Regions from separate parts of the Sus scrofa genome. Here regions 1 and 2 are each linked to region 3. The links are chromatin contacts, called in public HiChIP or PLAC-seq and promoter capture Hi-C maps. All regions are on one chromosome and are shown on one strand. The core of a region is the stretch at or near the end of the contact, and the rest is flanking DNA. Distances in the headings are between cores, read along the strand shown.

What was found. Promoter capture Hi-C pulls out the DNA fragments that hold promoters and counts their contacts. HiChIP or PLAC-seq counts read pairs in DNA pulled down with a chosen protein or histone mark.
Region 1: a contact with region 3 is called in a promoter capture Hi-C map of fetal liver, with 3 times the contacts expected there. The contact joins the promoter of ASPRV1 here to the promoter of SNRNP27 in region 3. A contact is called at or near these places in 2 of 5 promoter capture datasets (fetal liver and fetal skeletal muscle), 3 of 47 Hi-C or Micro-C datasets (blood, fetal skeletal muscle and liver) and 1 of 2 datasets of contacts at active chromatin or transcription factors (alveolar macrophages).
Region 2: a contact with region 3 is called in an H3K27ac HiChIP or PLAC-seq map of alveolar macrophages. The contact joins the enhancer-like site here to the promoter of SNRNP27 in region 3. A contact is called at or near these places in 2 of 5 promoter capture datasets (fetal liver and liver), 11 of 47 Hi-C or Micro-C datasets (alveolar macrophages, embryonic fibroblasts, epiblast stem cells and 7 more) and 2 of 2 datasets of contacts at active chromatin or transcription factors (alveolar macrophages and skeletal muscle).

What each region holds. Positions count from the first base shown.
Region 1 is chr3:72,321,684-72,326,157 of Sscrofa11.1, reverse strand. ASPRV1 (retroviral-like aspartic protease 1) reads right to left here and starts at 2,200. Exons shown (of 13, transcript XR_002342602.1): 1 at 1,047-2,200.
Region 2 is chr3:72,709,323-72,713,498 of Sscrofa11.1, reverse strand. No RefSeq gene overlaps it. Among named protein-coding and RNA genes, the nearest start is that of ANXA4, 57 kb to the right of the region's middle. Within about 2 kb of position 1,783, at least 4 of the 83 cell types and tissues checked have an H3K27ac peak or open chromatin away from gene starts, as enhancers often do. A contact at or near this core is called in alveolar macrophages, where this site is marked.
Region 3 is chr3:72,563,223-72,567,339 of Sscrofa11.1, reverse strand. It overlaps SNRNP27 (U4/U6.U5 small nuclear ribonucleoprotein 27 kDa protein), which reads left to right and starts at 1,317. Exons shown (of 6, transcript XM_003481192.4): 1 at 1,317-1,439; 2 at 2,382-2,502. The coding sequence starts at 1,406.

The sequences.
Region 1 (4,474 bases), core at 951-3,450, 240 kb after region 3:
GGGACTTCCATATGCTACAGGCATGGTCCTAAAAGGAAAAGAAAAGAAAAAAATCTTGTATTCTGTTACTCTGAGATCAGCTTCCTATAAGCTACAGGAGGCTAGCTTGTCCCCAGGTCTCAAGCCATCCCAGGAAAGGTATCTTGGCTATAGCAATGCAGCATGAGATGAAAAACTCTGGGAAGGGGCAGCTAGAGGAGAGACTGAAGGGTGCCTCAAAGCAGTGTGTGCCCTAGACAGGGCTCCCAGCCGGAAATCCCACAGCCTCTCAGTTAAGTAGTATCACAGGTGCTGGGGCCCAGAGAAAATTCCCATCACCACCCTCCCCCAAATTCTGATCAGGCCCCAGGTTCAACTCGTCAGGTCATCGATGAGTCATTTGCCACCTTTTCTTCCAAAGCCACAGGCAGGACTTGGAACTCATGCTAAGAAAAGGGAAGCTTCAGTCCACTAAGTACCAGGACACAGAACCGTACAAAGCCTTTTGTTCTACGGACTACCCAGGGATTAATGCCCCTGCCAAGTGACTCTAAGGACCCAGTGGAGCTGAGTGGGAAAAAATAATTTTTTATATTTTGACTAACCATCTGCCACGTGCTAGACACAGACTAGTTAAGTCTGCAGAGTGGAGGATATTTTGCAAAGGAGAAAACCGACAGAAGTACTGAATGACTCTCTCAGGGCAAACAGTAAGAGGCCAGCAGGAGCCCACGCTCCCCCTCACTCCCCATCCCGCCGCACCGCTAGGGCGAAACACGGCCAATACCAGGCAGGCGGGGAGGAGCCCGGACGCAGCTGCTCCCTCCCCGCCAAGCCGCGCTTTCTGAAGCTCCGGGTGCGGCCTGGGCCCCACGTGCCCGCTGCTCCCGCGGACCCGCGGGTCGGAGTCCAAGCTCCGTCGGCCCGAACCAGGAAGTCGGTGCCCGGCCTCCCAGCGGGTCTGAAGGCGGCTAGGTTACGCCTGGGCGACCTAGCCGGCTAACGACCTCAGGAGTCTCGCGCTGGGCCGCCGGAACCCCTCCTCTCCGAGCCCGCCCCGTCAGCACCTTTCCCGCAGCTCGGCCCGCCGCCCTGGCCCGCCCGGGCCCCACAGCGGGTCACGAGGCAGCGCCGGAGAGTCGGCAGTAGGCGCGGCCCCGTCAGCCCCAGCGGAGCCTGCGCTCGGCGCCACCCCCACGCCGCGCGCCACGTCCCCAACCCCCCCGCCCCCGCGTGCCACGCGGGGAACCCCGGTGACGTCACCGCCCTCCTGTTCTCGCCTTCCCGCGCTCTCCAGAAAAGACGCGAAGGTGGTGACGTGTCCGGGAATTCAATGCGCCTGCGCAGGAGGCGTCAGCCACACAACGTCCTGCAGCGCCGCCTGGTGGAAGAAAAGCCCAAACCGGCCGGAAGCGTCGACGCGGGCGAGAGGAGAACGTGACTGACGTCAGCTCTTGGAGCCGAGGGGGCGACCGCCGCGTGACCGGCCCTCGCTCTGCGCGCCTGCGCATCTTTATCGTCTCCTTTTAAGCACAGGGTGGAAACTTGATTATTTCGCTCCTTGTTTTAAGATTGTAACCTTTCCTTGTATCGAATGGGTTAAATTGGTCTTTAAAGGAAAAACAAAGTGGGGGGGGAAGAAAATATATGAAGAAAAGGAATAGCAATACTCTTCATATTTACTTCCAGCCTTTTTTTTTTTTTACTTAAATCAAAATTGAGATTTGCTGTGGTTTTAAGCCCAAAGTTCTTAGGGAGGTACAAAAAGCACCAAAGCTAAGTTAGAAAAACACGGTAGAAGAGAGAAGTGCAGAACAATAGGTGAAAGGATAATAGCTAGTATATAACAAGCGTTTCAGACAGTATCTTATTTACCCTGCATAATATCCAGCTGAGGAAACTGTGGCTCAGAGGGTTAAATAGCTTGTCTGAGATGGCTCTGCTGCTATCCACTCTGGTAAGTGGGTAGCAGAGTGTGTTGACGGGTTGGGGCGTTGAACCCAGGGGTTAAAATCTGAACCGTAGGACGGTGGGCTGGGGAGAATGGCGAAAAACCTCAGGGAACATACATGGATGAAGACACTTTTTGTACTTCTGTATCGTGGGATTAGAACTAGTTCGTAGGAACGTGTTGGGTCAACTTGGCAGGAGCGCACCTTAAGCAGCTCACGCTATTACACTCCCTTGAAATGCATAGCTACTCTTAAGGGCCCCTAACTGCGGAGGTCACCGCCTGCAGCACTGCCCTCTCCCGTTAATAGTCGCGAAAGGTAGCGGTCAGCACCAGCACAGGTATTAGGTCCTGCAACCCAAAGTGCAGTCTGCAGTCCAGCAGCATTTCTTCCATCTTATAAACGCCATCCCAATCCCTTGGTGAAGCAGGTGGGATGGTAGAAAGATACGAAGGGAGTTTGCAGAGCTGGATGGTGGAAGGGCAGGCAGACAGGGAGCAGGGTACTTAAGGAGGTTTTAAAAGAGGATCATATAAGGAGTACCAAAAAATATCACAAGATGCAAAGGAAGAAAAGTAGGAAATCAATCTGAGAGACTAACAAAAGAAAGAACTAGGTTAAGGGGGTTAAGCAAGTCCAACTTGGGATAAGTCACCAAAAAAGTAGACACAAGTGCTGTTCTTTGTAGGTGACTTTTGTGTGTATTATGCTTGAGACAGTCCCTAATTCAAAGAACTGGAGGAAGGCAGCCCCTGCCCATTCCCCCATCTTCAGCAGATGGAGTAGGGTTTCTCTGGGTTCTTGTAATAGAGGGCAGATCAGGCAGTGACAAGAGTGCCCCTGGGATGACATACACAGGTTGTACTATATATGGCCAGGCCTCAGGGCTGGTGTGGATGCAAGTGTGTGCACATGTGGGTTGGAGGGAAGGGCAGGTTATTAGCAGACCAGATGTAACAGGAATCAGTGAAAGATGGAGTGAATTTTTGTGACTGGAAATGGCTTGGCCCAGAAAGTCACAGGGCTGATAGCATCTGGTACCTTGAGAAAGCCAGGTGGCAGGCTTATAAACCTTCACTTAGGTGGGTAGTTCTTGGGAGTCAGATTTTCTGGACTTTTGGGTGGCCTGTCATTCTTCCAAATAGTAGTAGCAAGCTGTTGAGATGATAGTTCTGGTAGAGGCAGGTGTGAATCGAAGTGTTCTAGGTATAGGAGTAATAAGTTGTCCTCATGATGCCCATTACGTTAGGGGCCCAGCCATGTTGCCTGGAGGAGTTAAGATGGATTCTCTCTCAGACCCATTAATACACTCAGTCTGAGGATGATCAGTCTGTGCAACAGAAAGTTGCGTAGACATGAAGGGTTTTGTGCTGCTCACACTAGAATACAAAGTGGCTGCAGCATGGAAAGGCAGTAGCTGGGCAGTCCCCAGAAGTGTAAGATTCCAACAATTAATGGAGGAGATATGCAGGGGATGATACAGATGAGTGTGTATATGGGTGGGTACAGAGTTTGAAGAGCACTAGGACCACTCTACTCTGATAGCATGGGTAGAGTCTGAAATGAGGTCAAGGCTGATGGTGTCCCAAAGGTGTCTAGGAGTGGGTACAGTACTCGGCTAGGGCCATGTGTGACCTGGCAAAGTCTGTTTAGAAAAGGTCAATGCAACTCTGAACATCATTCCAGACTTTTTCTTGGCTATACCTGTAGCATGTTGAAGTTCCCAGGCCAGGGATCAAACTCACACCACAGCAGTGACCTGTGCCACAGCAGGGACAATGCCAGGTCTTTTAACCTACTGAGCCGCTGGTGAAATCTGCCATTCTAGATTTTGATGGGCTCTATTGGTGGGCCAGGGGTGGTCCTGGGAGAAGTCCTTAGTATTTGAGTGGGGGCTTCTTTGGATAAATTATTTGCCCTAGCCATGTGTTTTATGACCCCTGTTGGGTCATTAAAAAAAAAAAAAAAAGTATTGCTAGACCTAGCCAGGATTTGCCTGTCAGTCATAGGCTTGGTTTGGTCAAAAAGCTATGACTAATGTCCTCAAGTGTTTAGATTGAAGGATTTTTCAGAATGGACCAAGCAATGTGGTTGAGCAACCTTAGTTGTTCTTGCTTTTCAAGCAGGCAATCTGCCTGTTTTTTTTTGTTTTGTTTTTGGTTTTGGTTTTTAGAGCCCAGCAAGTGGCATATGGAGGTTCCCAGGCTAGGAGTTGAATTGGAGCTGCAGCTGCTGGCCTATACCACAGCCACAGCAACTCGGGATCCGAGCCACATCTTTGACCTACACCACAGCTCATGGAAATGCCGGATCCTTAACCCACGGAGCAAGGCCAGGGATTGATCCCGCATCCTCATGGATATTAGTTGGGCTCGCTACCACTGAGCCACAATGGGAGCTACTGCCTCACTTAGTTTTCTCTTTTTCTCTATGCCTTTCTAAGCCCCTCCTCTCCTTTAAAGCCCAGCACAAGGTCTAATTCTCTTTGGGCCTCTGGATTCTCCTCAAGGATTTCCCCCACTGTCTGAAGCACTTGGGGGCTC
Region 2 (4,176 bases), core at 534-3,033, 150 kb before region 3:
TTAATAGAGACAGAAAGTAGGTTAGAGGTGACCAGGGGCTGGAGATGAGGATGAGACCAGGAGTTGCTGCTTAATGAGTACAGAGTTTCTGTGTGGGGTGGTGAAAGTTTTTAGGAAAGCATGGTAATGGTTGCATGACCTTGTATTTAATTAAAGTCACAAAACTGTACTGTACTGTCACTAAACCTTTTAAAATGGTTAGTTTCGGAGATCCCGTTGTGGCTCAGCAGAAACGAATCTGACTAGCATCTATGAGGAAGCAGGTTTGATCCCTGGCCTCGCTCAGTGGGTTAAGGATCTGGTGTTGCCATGAGCTGTGGTGTAGGTCACAGACCCGGCTTAGATCTGGCATTGCTGTGGCTGTAGCATAAGCCAGCGGCTACAGCTCTGATTGGACCCCTGGCCTTGGAGCCTCCATATGCCGTGGGTGCAGCCCTAAAAAGACCAAAAAAAGAGGTTAGTTTGGCACATTTTTCATTATGTATTGTTACCATACTAAAAACGAATAAGTAAATAAATGGATTAGAGTCCAGCTGGAGCCAACAGAAGAAGAACAGAGCAAACCTAAAATATAATAAAAATAATAAGAATAAAAGCAGAAATTAATGAAGTAGAAAACAAAGGACAAATAGGAAGTCAAGGAGCCAAAGTTCATTGGTGGAAGAGGAAAGCTAATAAAACAAATAAATATAAACAAATAAAAAGAAGCCGTTAAAACAAAATGTGATAAAAGTTGCACTTGTGAAATATTATGAAGAAACTCCTAAATGCAGAGGGAAGTCAAGGTCTTCACAGAGATTATTGTGGAATCGTGAACTTGGCAGAAGGAATTTTCTAGAGAGTGTGCATTCATGCGTATATCTGTTTATCTGTGTCTGTCTGTCTGCCAGGCAGAGGGGCGCTTGTTCTAGACACCATGGCAACTCTTCCCTAACCCAGCATCTCAGACCAGGGTGCTTATGGAATGTTTGCTATAGGAATAAACATCCCCACTGTCTTATTCGTCAATGAGTCTTTTGTCTGTATCCAGGAATTTTAAAGTATAACATTTCCTAGGCCTTTACCTATAACTTTCGGATTGTCCAATTCCATAGTCCAGTCTCTCATGACAAAAGCAAAGACACTACCTTAGAGGCTCCCAGCATGTTTTCCATTTCACCTGGAAACGCTGAGGCCGGAATAGAAAGCTAGCATTGATAATGCCTGTTGAGGAGAAAACTGAAATTCACATGTAACAGTAGCTACCCAAGTACCTTAAGGAAACATATGAAGGTGAAATGTGCCCACCTTCTGCCCCAACTTTTGGGTTTTGGTGTTTTCTGTGCGCATCTGAGGTGCCAGGAGAAGGTTCTATTGCCACATTAGGGCTGCAGTCTTGGCTGTGCGGGTTGTCCTGGCAGAGGTGGTGAGGAGGGCTATATGCCACTTACAAAGCTGGGCACCCCAGGGCTTTGTCCACCCAGACACAAAAGCCTTTCTTCTTTTTTTTTTCTAATTTGGCACAAATGCATCAGTGAAGAGAGGTTAATTGCAGTCCTTTGTCCTTGGCTGTCATCACTGTGCTGGGGGAAGAGTCATTCCTGAGAGTCTTCCTGGCCATCCCTTCAAAAGAGCTCCTTCAATTCTCTTCAGCTTCAAAACATCCTTTTAGAGGATCTTTTCAAGCCCTTTGGTGGGTGAGTAACACACTGGCAAACCACAGACGGAGAATTATCCTCTTACAGGAAACCTTCTGAGTTCTGTAAAAAGGCAAAGATAAGCTTATTTCCCCCTTGCTTCTGTGGCCCTGATGTTGCTTTTCCTGCCACTAGATGGCAACCTCTCCCAGGTACTAGAAAGAGACTACTCAGGTAATTTTATGAAATGGAAATCAGTTTCACAGTCCTCACCAAGCTCTTATAGAGCCTTTTCAATTTTCTTGTTCATCTGAATGTTTCCATCTGCAGATGTTTTGGGTTTTTTTTCCTTTTTTTTTTTTTTTTTTTTTTTCTTTAGGGCTGCACCAGTGGCATATGGATGTTCCCAGGCAAAGATAAGCTTATTTCCCCCTTGCTTCTGTGGGGTCCAATAGGAGCTAAGGCTGCCAGCCTACACCACAGCCACAGCAACTCGGGATCCGAGCCGCATCTGCAACCTATACCACAGCTCACGGCAATGCCAGATCCTTAACCCACTGAGCAAGGCCAGGGATGGAACACATGTCCGCACAGATACTAATAGGTTGTTACTGAGCCACAACGGGAACTCCTGCAGATGTTTTAATTCAGGAGTCACAGGTCAAGACACAGGGAATTCAGTTCCTTGAAAACTAGTATTTCTGAGGAATACTACAAGGCCTTATTGATAACATCATGGGCTGTTGGTTTCATAAATTCTGACTCCATCAATAGCAAATAATCATTTTAGCATTCTTCTCTTTTAACTGGGGCATAATTTACATTATACTTAAAGGTACAATTTTTAACTGTAATCTTCGGTGTGTTTTAACAAATGTATACACCAGTGTAACTACCACCTAATTAGGGTTTTGAATATTTCCATTATGATGATAAGGTCTTCAATCTGCCTTCAAAGTCAATCTGGGGAGTTCCCTGCTTGGCTTGGGTTGCTGCTGTGGCTTGGTGCCAAAAAAAAGTCAATACTCATGACTAGAAGAAGACTTAAAGCCAAGCAGAGAACAAACAGTACGTTGAGTGGGGAGTACGTGACCTTGAGGATAATGTGCACTAAAAGATGCTAAATGCAACTCTTAATTACTCACAGCCTTATCTTTTGTATTTTCCTGGTAAAATCATGCAGCCATTTATTTTTAAGAAAGAAGTGGCATTTAAGAACCGATTCTTGGAGTTCCCGTCATGGCTCAGTGGTTAATGAATCCGACTAGGAACCAAGAGGTTGCAGGTTGGATCCCTGGCCTTGCTCAGTGGGTTAAGGATCCGGCGTTGCCATGAGCTGTGGTGTAGGTTTGCAGACGCAGCTCAGAACCCGCATTGCTGTGGCTGTGGCATAGGCTAGTGGCTACAGCTCTGATTCGACCCCTAGCCTGGGAACCTCCATATGCCGTGGGTGCGGCCCTAGAAAAAGACAAAAAAAAAAAAAAAAAAAAAAAAACTGATTTTTTTTTTTTTTAAGTATAATTGATTTACAATATTATGTTAGTTTCGGGTATACAGCAAAATGATTTATATATGTATATTTATTCCTTTTCAGATTCTTTTCTCATTATAGGTTTTTTCAAGATATTGAATATAGTTTCCTGAGCTATACAATTGTCCTCACTATCTATTTTCTATATAGTAATGTGTATCTGTTAATCCCAAACTCCTAATTTATCTCTCTGCCACCTTTCCCACAAATTTGTTTTCTCTGTCTGTGAATCTATTTCTGTTTTGTAAATAAGTTCATTTGTATTTTTGTGTAAAGTTCTCAGGCTAGGGGTCAAATCAGACCTATAGCCGCTGGCCTACACCACAGCCACAGCTGCCACCTGCACTACAGCTCACGGCAACTCCAGATCCTTAACCCACTGAGCGAGGCCAGGGATCAAACCACCTTCACCGAAATCAGTCAGATTCATTTCCGCTGTGCCATGAGAGAACACCTTTGTTTTTTGGGGTTTTATAGATTCCACATGTAAGTGATATCATGTGATATTTGTCTTTTTCTGTCTGACTTAACTTCACTTAGTATGATCATCTTTAGGTTCACCTATGTCACCACAAAGAGAACCTGTTCGTTTCACTCAGCATTTTAGTAATGGTATTTTCTTTCAGATATGTAAATACATGAAATACGAAACTCTCTGAAATATGTTTAGTCATTGCTTCACAATTTGTTCTCATAACTTTTTTTTACTATGCAGTTGTTAGGCTGCAGCTGAGAAAATTTTCAAAACTCTTCAGTGAAATCACTGATTTGTTTGAAATCAATCTTTCCTGAAGAACCAATCAAAGTATTCTTCAGCCCAGGAGTTTGAATTATTTATCAGCCTGCATTGGCTGTGCCATTATTCTGCTAGAGAAATGCAGTGATTTCTGCTATAAGATGCTTTCGTTATTGTAAATGTTTTATGGAGCAGAGCATACATATGGAAAAGTGCACAGCTTAATGAATTTGCACAAAGTCATCAGCACCCAGAACAAGTAAAAGGTTACCAGAACCCAGAAGCCCTTCTGG
Region 3 (4,117 bases), core at 68-2,567:
AGATTATTGTACCTTCTTCCCTATGTGTTTTCCCCTCTAGTGAAAACTCCACATTACACAAAGTATCCTCTGAATAAACTCAGTTGTGATTCCCTCTCATCCTCAAAACCCTTAAAAGGCTCTCAATTGCTTTTGCCTCAGGGTAATTCTTTACCGTAGCTCACGAGGCTTCTAGCCTCTACCTTTCCCTCCTTGCTCCCTAGGTAGCTGCCATACTTTAGTTCTTTACTTTCAGCCTGTCCTCTCCCTTGCCTCTTGCCCTGGCACCTGCAATCTCTGCCTGGATAATCTTACACCTGTCCCCACCACAGAAGTCACCCCATTTTACCTGACTAATTGGTATTTCAACCTTAAGGTCTTGTTTGAACATCATTTCCCCCTGGAAACTTTTCTTGACAACCCTCCCCCTCAAAGCAGGTACCCCTATTATGTACACATAATATCTTGATCAGCCCCATCAATGCATCTTGACACTATACTTGTTTGTATCCCTCACTTGACTGCACCCTAGTCAAGAGCTGACTTGTGTCTTTTGCACTGATTAATACTCTGGTACATAGGTGTGTAATATTTGTATGAATAATTTTATTAATCATACCTTTTTAATTTTTTTCTGGTGTTTTGTCATCTAGGGCATTGCTGAGACTGCCCTTCCTGGGGCCAGCTAATTCCCAGAGACAGCAAAAGATTTCCTTCTGACCGTGCCTTTCATATGCAGACTAGCCAGTGGAAAGCCTGTACTCAGCAACCCACCTTCCCTGCCAAACTCGGGAGTATAGGCATCGGACAGCCCCTACATCCCAAGGCCCGCTGAAATTATTCAAATTAGTAATCGTAAACCTGTTTAGCTAACATGCCTGCCTCTGCTATTCCTTCCCACAAAACTCAATAAAAGCTCTCACCCATGTTTTCTTTCCCTTTGCTTCTCTGCCACCTGATCCACCCTAGTGTTTCCCCGTGTGGACTTAAACTGTTTGTACGTGCAATATTTAGAATTGGTCTGATATGAAATATGCATGTGGACAAGACAGTTGCAAAGGAAAATGAGGGAAAATGAGGTCTGTGTTAGTGTGGTTTATATACAGCCCTTCCCAGACATTTCTGTAACAGCATCAGGTAGCATAGTTTAAGGCCCACAGAGAAGATGGGGAAGCCACCGCGAAAAGGGGGGTTGGAGGGAGAGAGATGCCAACTCTGTTCTCAACTGAATCCCTACACTGTGAGAGGGAGCGTCGCGGCGTAGCCGCTAGAGTCACAACAAGCTCACTACCGCCTCCAGGCTTTAGAAACCGGAACCCTGGCGAGTCGTTTGTCGTTTTCCAGTCGGCGGTGAAAGGTCAGTTCCGGGCCCCCCGGAAGTTGCAAAGTCGTTTCCGGGGCGGTGTGAGGTGGAAGAGGACTCCGAATGGGTCGCAGCCGCAGCCGCTCTCCGCGGAGGGGTAAGTCCAGAAGCACTTTTTAGGATCTGGGGCTCCGCTGGAGACCTGTTCCCCCTTTCCCCCCAGTTTAGGGGCAGCAGAGGAGGCGACCCTTTCTTCCTGAGGAGAAGAGCGGAGGTAGATGGGGGAACGAAGACCCGGGCCCTACACGCTTCAACCCTCCGGTTTGAAGGCAGTTTTATTCCAAAGTTAGGGTTTGGCCGAGACTTTGTCAGCCTCGTACAGTAACCTTTATTGTCGTGTGGCTGGGGCATTTAGAATCAGACCATGTTTCCCTTGATTTGTAAGTGGCCGAATGCAAACCGTCCAATCTTCCTGTGTCCGAATTCCAGTAATAATTAGACATGGGGGTGGGGTGGGTGGGTAACACTATTTTTAAAAACTGCCGTGAAAATTGATGACACACTCCGTAACACTCAGCGTATGGTAACCGCCAGGTTCTTCGATGCTCAGTGTTTCCTTTCCAGTTTATAGGGAAATCGTTGTTTGGGAGTTTTTGTGCAGGGAGCTCACTTCGTAATGTCTTCTGGCCCCCGTCCCCACAAAGGGGTAGAGAAGCCGAGACTTCGATCGGGAGATCTCACTTAGGCCCTTGGCTCTGTCCCCTTGTTCAACTAATCAGATTTGATCTTAAAAGTTAACATGATCTCAATCTGAATTGAGAACTCCTGTTTTTAAGTGTAGAATACACACCAGATTTCCTTGATTTAGTGCAGGGAAAAAATATAAAATATCTAATATTTCTTTGTAACAGTACATGTAAATGATAATAGTTTGACTATATTGTGTTAAATATATACTGTTAAAATTAATTTTGTCAGTGTCTTTTTTACTTTTTTAATGTGACAACTAAAAGTGGCTCACATGATAGTTCCGTTGGATGACGCAGCTATAGGTGTTTGAAGTAATTTTTGACTCTGCAATTTTGTGTGTTTGTGTTAGAGCGTAGGAGATCCCGGTCCACATCCCGGGAGAGAGAACGCAGGCGCCGAGAAAGGTCCCGGTCCCGCGAGCGAGATCGGAGAAGGAGCCGCTCTCGTTCCCCCCACAGAAGACGTTCCAGGTAAGTGCAGAAAATTATCAGAAGTTTTACCGCAAGTCTCACGCAACTGCGTAAGTATTCACTGCCCTTAACTTTGTTTGTATCACTTATAAAGGGACTTAATTTCCTGAAATGAAGGGAACTTCATCCTATGAGGTTTATTCTAAACCTCACAATCCCATTTGTAAAATGGGGGGGGGGATAACATTCCACATAGTAGAGTTGCCTTGAGGAGTAAATGAGAAAAAATAGACTAAAAGCACATAGCAAGCACTTAGCTTGGCAAGAGTAAGAGATGTGTTTGTCCTTTAATCTTATTTTTTATTAACTTTTCGTGATAATGGTTTATTCAATTATGTAATCAAGAATTGTGAGAGGAGTTCCGTCGTGGCGCAGTGGTTAACGAATCCGACTAGGAACCATGAGGTTGCGGGTTCGGTCCCTGCCCTTACTCAGTGGGTTGACGATCCGGCATTGCAGTGAGCTGTGGTGTAGGTTGCAGGCACGGCTCGGATCCCAAGTTGCTGTGGCTCTGGCGTAGGCCGGTGGCTATAGCTCCGATTCGACCCCTAGCCTGGGAACCTCCATATGCCGCGGAGCAGCCCAAGAAATAGCAACAACAACAACAAAAAAAAAAGAAAAAAAAAAAAAGAATTGTGAGAGCTGAAGTTCCTCTTGTGATGCAGTGGAAATGAAAGGAATCCAACTAGGAACCACGAGGTTTCGGGTTTGATCCCTGGCCTTGCTCAGTGGGTTAAGGATCTGGCGTTGCCAATGAGCTGTGGTGTAGTTTGCAGTTGTGGCTCGTATCGGATGTTGTGGTGTAGGCGGGCAGCCATAGCTCTGATTGGATCCCTAGCCTGGGAACCTCCACATGCCACAGGGTGCAGCCCTAAAAAGCCAAAAAAAAAAAAAGAATGTGAGAGCTTGGATGAAACTTAGAAATGGATTCTGATTTTTTTTTTTTTTTTTGTCTTTTCTAGGGCCACTTCCCAAAGCATATGGAGGTTCCCAGGCAAGGGGTCAAATTGGAGCTGTAGCCACTGGCCTACACCAGAGCCACAGCAACTCGGGATCCGAGAGCCGCGTCTGCGACCACAGCTCACGGCAACGCTGGATCCTTAACCCACTGAGCAAGGCCAGGGATCAAACCCGCAACCTCATGGTTCCTAGTCGGATTCGTTAACCACTGAGCCAGGACAGGAACTCTAGGAATCTGATTCTTAAGATCAGGAAAAAAATACTTTTTGTGTGTTTGTGTGCAATTGTTAGAAACAGTTAATTTTTTCTGCCTCGCAAAAAATTTTTTTAGCCTAGCTATACTGAGTGTAATTGATGTTAACCAGTAAATAATTTTGTTAACAGTCAAGCTCTAGGCAGAACCTTCTTCCTCATCCTGCTTTGGGGAGCAAATTTCCTGCTCTGGAGAGCCTTTACTTTTCAGGTATTCATGTATTCTGTGCTCATCAGCACAAGCCACATCTGCACCTTACACCACAGCTCATGGCAATGCTGGATCCTTAACCCACTGAGCGAGGCCAGGGATCAAACTTGCGTCCTCATGGATATTAGTAAGATTCATTTCCACTGAGCCATGACAGGAACTCTAAGAAAATGTATAGAGACTCTTTTGTCT